3 separate regions of the Mus musculus genome follow, and regions 1 and 3 are each linked to region 2. Evidence: chromatin contacts called from public promoter capture Hi-C data. All regions are on one chromosome and are shown on one strand. Each heading gives the region's core, a stretch centred on a gene start, on an enhancer-like site or on the middle of the called end of the contact. The rest is flanking DNA. Distances are from core to core; before and after follow the strand shown. Region 1 has its middle 30 kb from the start of Prdm11. Region 2 holds the start of Chst1 (carbohydrate sulfotransferase 1). Region 3 holds the start of Syt13 (synaptotagmin XIII).

Region 1 (2,700 bases), core at 177-2,676, 480 kb before region 2:
GGCTTCTGGTCGCCAGAGGAACAAGGAAGGGTGTTCCTGGCAGACATGGTAGTGCATGCCTTAAATCCCAGTGCTTAGGATGTAGAAGCAGGAAGTCCTCTATGAGTTCGAGGCCAGTCTGGTCTACATAGCAAGTTCTAGACCATCCAGGGCTACATAGTGAGACCCTGTCCCAAAGAAAACAGCAATGTCTGCAGTGTCAGGCTCACTCTGGGATTGCTGCTTTGCCACATAACCCTTTGTGTTCTGTCTCTGTTCACATTGCAACATGCACAGTGTGAGGAGACTCCAGGCTGTTGGAGGTCTGCCCTTCCCAACTCTTCCTGGCCAGCCTGCCCACTTGCAGCTGTTGGCTCTGGAGGCTGGGAGCCTGAGGGTAGCCCAAGGCAAATATGTTTTTTTTTTTTTTTTAAACAGCCATTTAAGGAGATTTTGTCCCTAAACAAGCACTCTAAGCCACTGCCTTTGCCCCCGGGGATAGGAGCACAGAGCTCAGGTTAGAGGCACCCAAAAGGGGAGACAAACAGGGTGTCTATCCAGACCATGGACTCTCCAAGGCCTTATCCTGAGACCCCAAGTCCCACTCACAGGGCCGTCAGGCCTGGGGCTGTTCCTCGGTTGTCTGCCAACTTGTACAGGAAGAAAGCCAGAGTGCCGCCTTGACTGGTCAGCAGGAATGTGGCTTCTATTTTCCGTCTTGAACTTCACTTTGCTATTTTTTACTTTTTATTAGGAAAGGAACATACAGAAGAATGTGCCAACACAGGCACATTTTAAAGAATACGTTGATTCCTGAAATAACAGATGAAGGCTTGCACCCCTCCACTCAGCATGAGAAACATCACAATCACCTTCCAAATCCCTGTGACCTGCCCCAGTCGGTCACCGGTCAGTCCAGTACGGGAACAGCCAGCTGCCCAAACACAAAGGCAGGCTACCTCTGTAGGGAAAGAAAGCTGATAGCACCAGTGCATGGCTGCCACTAGGAGGCGCTCGAGTCGCCAGGAAGGCCTTGTGAACATAGAGGCCAGCGCAGCATTTTTCAGGCTCGGGGACCCAAGAAGCCTGTTTTCTGCATGCTGTCCTGAGTGCTCCAGGTTGGCAGTGAGGAGCAGTATCTTCTGGGAAAGGGAGTAGAGATGGACATTCAGTCAGGGGTTGGGGTGGGGGCTGCAGGGTGGCAGGCCTTTGTCTAGTCGGAGGCTGTTTGTCAGCTGGTCTCATCTTGCTCAGTGTTAGTAGTGTTATTTCTTACAGCTTGCCTGTGATATCTATGTCAGCTGTGTCTACACTGCGGGACAATATGTTGGGAATCACCACCACCACCACCACCACAACCACACCCCCGGGGCTGTGTCCAGACCACATCTCTGTCATCTCCATCGCCTCTACACCACAACAGCATGGTTTGTCCATGTCTCCACACTCCCACAGCCTTGTAGGAGGTCACGTGTGCTCTGGGTGCTCCATTGTGGGCGAGCATCTGTGGGTACAGGGCTGTGGTTGGGGAGCAACAGGAGGCTATTTAAAGAGTGGAGGCCTAGCAGCCCAAGAGCTGAGCCGCTGCAGAGCCAGAGCTATAGGGGAGCTGGCTGAGGCCTGCCTGCTAAGCCCTGCAGGAAGCACTAGCCTGAGTCACCTAGCAGGGGGGTGACCAGAGAGCCAAGGGTCAAGGAGCTTGGAGCCAGAGCAGGTCAAGGACAGACAAGACAGTCAGAAGCTGGTTCTCCTGACCATCACCCAGTCAATTTCAGACAATTCTGACATGGTACTAAACAGTAGATGATGCTGGTCAGGGAGGAGACTCAGTCCACATAAAGACAGGGGGCTGTGTGCAAACGGAGCTTGGAAGCTCAGATCCTTATGCTCATCTGAGTGCTGGAGTCACAGGTTAGCAGGTGCAGGTGACAAGAGGTAGGTGCTCACCACCCAAAAGGTGTGCCGTGACCTCCGCACAGGTGACTTGCCCAAGCTGTCCTCCACTCTCCTCTGTCTTAGCATGGTTCCCAGAGAGTAAGGGTCTGGCCTGTGGGGGGACCAGAAGATTGAGGGGTGAGTTGTTCAGGAAAGGAGAGGGAAATGGCAAAGGAGAGAATTTTCAGGAAAGGGAGAGGAAGAGGAAGGAGCAGGAGGAAGGAGAGAGGGCAGGAAAGACAGGCCATTTGAAGGATTTGAAAGGGTGGGACAGAGACAGAGGGACAGAGGGACAGAGGAAGGGATGGAGGGGTGATGACGAGGAAGACAAGCCCTGCTTGCTCAGTGCCGTTTAGAAGAGAGAGTGATCAAGTCAGGACCACCAGAAACATTGTCCTTGTCTAGCTGACAGTGCAGAGCTGGAGGAAACCTTGAGATGAAGACTGGACAGGGCTCTCCAGTGGCTGGCATCCCCTGCTCTCACCCTTTGACACAGTGGGATCACACCACTGTGGGATCAATAGGGAGTCATCCAGGGCTAGGTCACTATTCCCCACCCCAGAAGGAAGTAGCGGTGATGTGTCCCTGACCCAGGCTCAGGGCCAGGACCCTCTTTGTCCACCTCCCCTCTCTGTTCCCTCTAGTCCTCAGTGTTTTCAGGCCTTCTCCCCAGAACCACCCCACATTGGTTCTTTCTACTCCCTGCCAGTTGCTGATCACACTGTGGACAGACAGAGGGACTAGGCAGTGAAATGACATGAGGATTCCAGCCCATCTCCATGGTGG
Region 2 (2,700 bases), core at 158-2,657:
CTCCAGAAGACAGTGGGCTGAATTCCTGTCACTGTTTGGACATGCACCTCCCCTGTCCCAGCCTCAACCTCTCAGCAGTCAGCTATAACATCCCTGGTCCTGGACCCCAAAAGCCTTGGTGTCCAGAAGCCTCTTGCTTAAACGGTTAAGCCCATCAGGAAGTGGGTACTAGGAATGTAATCTTAAAAAGAGGCAGACCTGGAGTAGGGAGAGGTGACATGGTGAGGTACCTGAAATCAAGCCAAGGTGCCATCCTAGCAGGACCTTCCTTCCTCAGATAGCGTGGCCTTTTAACCCATAGATTCCAGCTAGGGCCACTGTCTACTGTTACTGTAAAGTCAAGCACCGTGTCCCTCCCTGGACCCCGAAAGAAGCTGACCACCCCATATCCTACTCAGAGAGGTGCTAGGATTGTTTTGGCCTCGCGTGGGGGGAAGCTCTGCACCGTCAGGCAGCCCTAGTCTCCTAAGGGCCCAGCCTATCACCAGCATAGTAGAAGCCGATACAAGACCGAGGCTATAAGCAAGAGGCCGGGACAGTGCTTTGCCTCAGGGTGTAAGCCTGGTTTGTAAAGTTAGAGGAGGCACGGGAACCTCAGGGTCTCTGGCAACCTCGGCCGCTCGGGTCTAGCAGGCTGTTGCATGATCAACCCGGAGCAGACACCCGAGCGGGTACCGCAGCAGCAGAACAGGAGCCCCGGGCAGACGTTTATCCCAAGTTTGCTGCCCTCACCAGAGGAGGAGGTCAGGAGCGATCGCGGAGCTCTCCGGAGGGCTACTAGCCCCAGCCAACCTCTCCCAGCGCCCAGCACTCTGCGGTCCCTAGCCACCGCCTCCGCGCACCGCCCAGAGACACCGGCCCTGAGCTAGGGGCGTCTCCCGCCGCGCCCGCGCCCCCGCCCCTCCCGGCTGTTGCGGTGCAGTCCGTTCCCGCCTGCCCCGGGGCCCGGGAGACCCGGCCGATACCTGGTGGCGGGCGCGCCGGGAGCCGCTGCAGCGCCCAGCGCTGGCTCCATCCTTAGTCTAGAGTCAGGCTCTCCGGGGGCCCGCGGGTGGTGGTGGCGGTGGAGGTGGCGGCGGCATCCTCCTCCTCCCGCGCCCTGCTCCTCGGCCTCCCTCCTCCCAAGCCTCTTCCTCCGCCTCCGCGCGTCCCTCACGGGCCCCTCTCCATGGCTCGGGGGCGCTAGCTCCGGGTGGCTCGCTCTGCACAGTGCCTTTTCCTGATGAGAGAGAGAGAGAGAGAGAGAGAGAGAGAGAGAGAGAGAGAGAGAGAGAGAGAGAGATCAGGGCCAGGCACCGGGACACCGAGCACTGCAGCCCCAGTCTCCGGAGGACAGCAGCAGCCTCGGAGGCCAGAGCCTCACGGAGTACCCTCCTTGCGTCTCGGAGTCAAAAGCAGCGGTGGTTGCTTCAGCGCCGAGCTAGCGGGTGGCAGGCGCTGCGGTCCCGGCTCCACCCCCAGCGCCGCCCGCCCCCTCTCCGCCCGACCCCGTCAGCGCGCGCCCTCCCGCCCCCCCCCCCCCCGCGCAGCCCAGGCCGGGAGCGCCGGGACACCCCCACTAGCAGGGCTCCGGAGCCAACCCACCGGCGGGCCGAGGCAGCCACACCCCCCACCCTCCACCCCGCACCCCCCACCCCCCACCCCCGAGTTGAGGAGGCCAAGCGGCAGCAGCACGGGTACCTCTTGGCCTGCCCTCTCCCCCTACACCCGCCCTAGCGAAGGCATGGCTCTATCTATGCAGCCAAAGCCTCTGGATACCCAAGTCTGGCTACAGCCCCAACCTGACCCTGGCTCCTTTCCCCAGCCAGGGCAATCAGAGACTCCCAAACCCAGAACTGAAGTCGATATTCCACTACATGCCCCTGCTTCTCTTCCATCACCCACAACTAAAGAAATGTTTCATTTGCCCCAGATCCTGTCATCCCCTTTCAGCAGGGGCTGGGTGGAGCTGGCCAGTTAGTCGGACACTAGAGTTCCTTTGCTAGAGGAAGCTTTCCATCCTGCCCAGCCCCTTCCTCCTAGGCTGCATCTGTCTTCCCAGGTAGTTACCAGTCCACAAGCTGCACTTGTGGGACCAGGACAGCGGCAAAGCCCTGGCACTACAGTGGTCCTTCGTTCTCTGCATAAATATCGACTGAGCATCTCCTGCATGTCAGAAGCACCGAACACTATAGCTAGTGACAAGAGAAACATACCCCTGAGCCCTCAGTGTGGCCTGGAGGAAAAATGAAGCCAGCAGAGGAATGCCTGTGGCCCTGAACTGAAGAGGAGGGAAAACCCACTTCTACCATTGGCCACCAAGGTGTCCATGCGCACAAACCCAGACCCCATCCTGACCTGTTTCCCATCTGAAGATGTGTAGGTACTTTGCAGGGCTCTGGACCAAAGGCAGTAGTAGACTTTGTCCAGAGTGGTAGCGATCGTCCAAAGGAGTGGGCTTCCATCTCCACCGTCTCTTACGTCTCCTAGAACACGATCTGTCCATCCGTCTGTCACTCCTGATACGGTGCAGAGAACAACGGGTTTTTTTTTTGTTTTGTTTTGTTTTTTAATGAGGTTATATTCACCTGGAAGTTCTCAGTGCAGAGGAGCCTTTGTGAGTCTGCTGTGTGACCATGTGATGCAGTCCTCCCCCACCCGTGCCTCAGTTTCCTCACGAGGAAAAATGGAGGTGCTTTTTCTTATCTCCTAGGGCAACAG
Region 3 (2,700 bases), core at 77-2,576, 320 kb before region 2:
ATGCCATCTGTCCCTCAGGTGTCTTATACACACCAGATGGGAGGGCAGTGAACCACACCCTCACCACGGGAGGGGGAGCCCACTCCCCACTCACAGACGGGTCCAGGCAGACCTCCCACCACTCACCAGCTCCTGTTTACCAGTGACAATGTCACTTGCCTGGGATTCTAAGTGCCTCAAGGACAGCAAGCCATCTCCCTTTTACTCTCTCTGCTGTGACCAATGACACAGGCTCCACTCTGCGACCCGGGAGGGGTGTGTGTGTGTCTTCTGAATAATTAATTTACTAGGAAAAGAAGAACTGGCTCAGAGCAAAGATGCTCCCAGAAGACCAAAACCAGGGAATCTGTAAGTTCCTGGGAGGTCCCTGATACACGCTTGACCTATGGCCAGCCTTCCTCTGTCCAAGGAGCACTGGCCTCCACCTAAGAAGCTTTCTGGAGTCACAGATCATGGAGAAGGCCCTTCTCCCAGACCTCCCTGCTTCCATTCCTGCCTGGGATGCACAGTCCATTTCCAGCTCAAGTGGGGCCACAGATGCAGGGGGATAAAAGCCCTCTGAATCTCCGGAGACCCACGGGGAAGCTGAGGCTCAGCTGCTAGGAGTGGAGGGTCTTGCAGGCTCCTCCTCGCTGGCTGCCTCTAGAGCCGTCTCCCCCCCCCCCCCCCACTCCTGCTGTCCAGCTGGGAGGAGGCGTCACCTCCTCCTTTCTGGTTATTTTTCAAAAAAATTTGTTTCTCCTGCAGTCTCCCTCTTTCCTCTGGAAGACCCCACTACCCTTGTCCCCTATTTCTGCAGGCGTCCCCCGAAGGGTCTTCTAACCCTGCAGCTCCCCCATCCTTCCAAAGGCTCACCACCTCTCCTCCCTGCACACTGTCCCCCAACCTCATTCCTTTCCCAGCCCTCTGAAGCCCTCATTCCCTCCTCCCTCCCATTCTCCTTCATGTCCTTCCCCCATTCCTCGGGGCCACTGCGACCCCTGCTGCAGGTCTGCAGTTCCTTCCCAGCCTGGCAAAACATAGGGTGGCCCGGCTATCCCACCTGGCCTTCACTCACCTGTTGGGCCGCCTGAAGCACACCGGGCCTTGCCTTCTCCGGGTCGGGCTCACGGTCCCGCGGCAGCAACCCCTTCTTGGGGTGCATGTGTCGGCACAGGCAAGTGACCCCGCACAGCGCAAGGATGCTGGTGGCAGTGCCCAGCGTGGCGCCCAGCGCGATCACAGGCACCGACAGCACCATGGTGCCTGCTTCCCGCGGCTCGCCCGCCTCCCGCCGGCCTCCTGCACCTCGCGCTCCCGCCTGGCTCCAGCCGCTCTCTAGACTCCGAGGGCGGGGACGCAGCCAGCTGGGAGGAAGGATGGCTGTAAGGACGTCAGAGGCGGAGGCTGACCCAGAGGCGCGTCAACCGCTACCCCCTCCTCGCCACCATGTGACCCGCCCCCTATTGCCAGGAGAGCAGGAGCAGGTAGGTGATAGCCTCAGGTTTGTGTGTTCTATGTACACAAGCACACACATGTATACACACGCACAAACACACATTGGTAGGTGATAGTCTCAGGGTTGTGTGGGGTCATTCCACATTCTCTCATTCTCTCTTCCTCTCTCTCAGGTGATAATCTCGGGGTTATTTGGAGCAATTCTTAGAACTCTGTGTACACACATGTATGCACACAAAGACACGCAGATGCAACACGTACATGTATGGACACACACACACATTGGCATGTGATAACCTCAGGGTTGATTCCTAGTGCTTTATGTATAGACACACACACATATGCACACATTCACAAAGACACATGCAAGTGGGTAATTTTAGTGTTGTCTGGAGACATTCTTAATGCTCTGTGCACATGTGTACACACACAGGCAGTTGGACCTAAGAAGGACTGGAGCTTACTAAGGTCACAGGGTCAATCAACCAGGGCTTCAACCCAGACCTGGAACTCACTCTGGGTAGCTGGTCACCTCATCAGATTAGTAACCCTTTGCTTGCCACGGCACCCTTCCCCCTTCCCCAGAGCTGGTAAGAAGGCTGTAAAGTGGAAGCCCTAAGCCTTGCAAACACTCACACAGGACTAGAGCTGTCTCATTTTCTAGGCTCACAGTGACGTCCCACTAAGGACAAAGACAGAGACTGGGAAAAGGAATGTGGGGGGAACAAGGAGAGAGATTGGGGAACCTGGGGTATGGCAGGGGCTGGCTGATGTACTGTGGCTTCTGGTGTGGGGTCCTATGTTCTGGTGGGTTGTATTTACAGCTCACATTGATTACCTGATCTGATCAGCAGAGACCTTACCTCCTACATAGCTGAGGACACAAGGACACTAAAAACCTTGCCAGCCTCCTGAGGCCACACTCCGTGTTTGCTGATTCCAAGTCCTGTCTTCCAGGGACCAACGACAGCAGAGGTTGCTGCTAGGGCACGAGGCTCACAACAAGGAGAGCGTGTATGCTTGTGAGGGAGGGAAAATGAGAATTTGTCCAGGAAGGTGACTGTCTTAGCTCTAGGAAACTGAGCTGTTTGGTGTTTTTCATTATGAGGAAGGTTTCCTCCACTGAGGACTAGATGTTGTTTGTGGGCTCTCGGGGTGCTGGGCACTTCTGAGAAGGGGCTCGGCAGGATTTAATCCTCGGCTTCCAGGCAGCTGATGATTCCAGCAGCTCTTGTCTGTCTCTGCTCAGGTGTGATCATTGTC

What was found. Promoter capture Hi-C pulls out the DNA fragments that hold promoters and counts their contacts.
Region 1: a promoter capture Hi-C map of hippocampal neurons shows a contact between it and region 2, with 2.3 times the contacts expected there. The contact joins the enhancer-like site here to the promoter of Chst1 in region 2. A contact is called at or near these places in 7 of 39 promoter capture datasets (the 3T3-L1 cell line, the C10 cell line, embryonic stem cells and 2 more), 4 of 484 Hi-C or Micro-C datasets (the G1E-ER4 cell line, embryonic stem cells and palatal mesenchyme) and 1 of 115 datasets of contacts at active chromatin or transcription factors (astrocytes).
Region 3: a promoter capture Hi-C map of embryonic stem cells shows a contact between it and region 2, with 2.1 times the contacts expected there. The contact joins the promoter of Syt13 here to the promoter of Chst1 in region 2. A contact is called at or near these places in 2 of 39 promoter capture datasets (the SN4741 cell line and embryonic stem cells).

The regions. Positions count from the first base shown.
Region 1 is chr2:93,074,682-93,077,381 of GRCm38.p6, reverse strand. No RefSeq gene overlaps it. Among named protein-coding and RNA genes, the nearest start is that of Prdm11, 30 kb to the right of the region's middle. Within about 2 kb of position 1,426, at least 17 of the 459 cell types and tissues checked have an H3K27ac peak or open chromatin away from gene starts, as enhancers often do. A contact at or near this core is called in hippocampal neurons, where this site is marked.
Region 2 is chr2:92,598,414-92,601,113 of GRCm38.p6, reverse strand. It overlaps Chst1 (carbohydrate sulfotransferase 1), which reads right to left and starts at 1,407. Exons shown (of 3, transcript NM_023850.2): 1 at 966-1,407.
Region 3 is chr2:92,913,727-92,916,426 of GRCm38.p6, reverse strand. Syt13 (synaptotagmin XIII) reads right to left here and starts at 1,326. Exons shown (of 6, transcript NM_030725.4): 1 at 1,058-1,326. The coding sequence starts at 1,240. Gm13791 (a long non-coding RNA gene) reads left to right here. Exons shown (of 5, transcript XR_001783401.2): 1 at 1-1,466.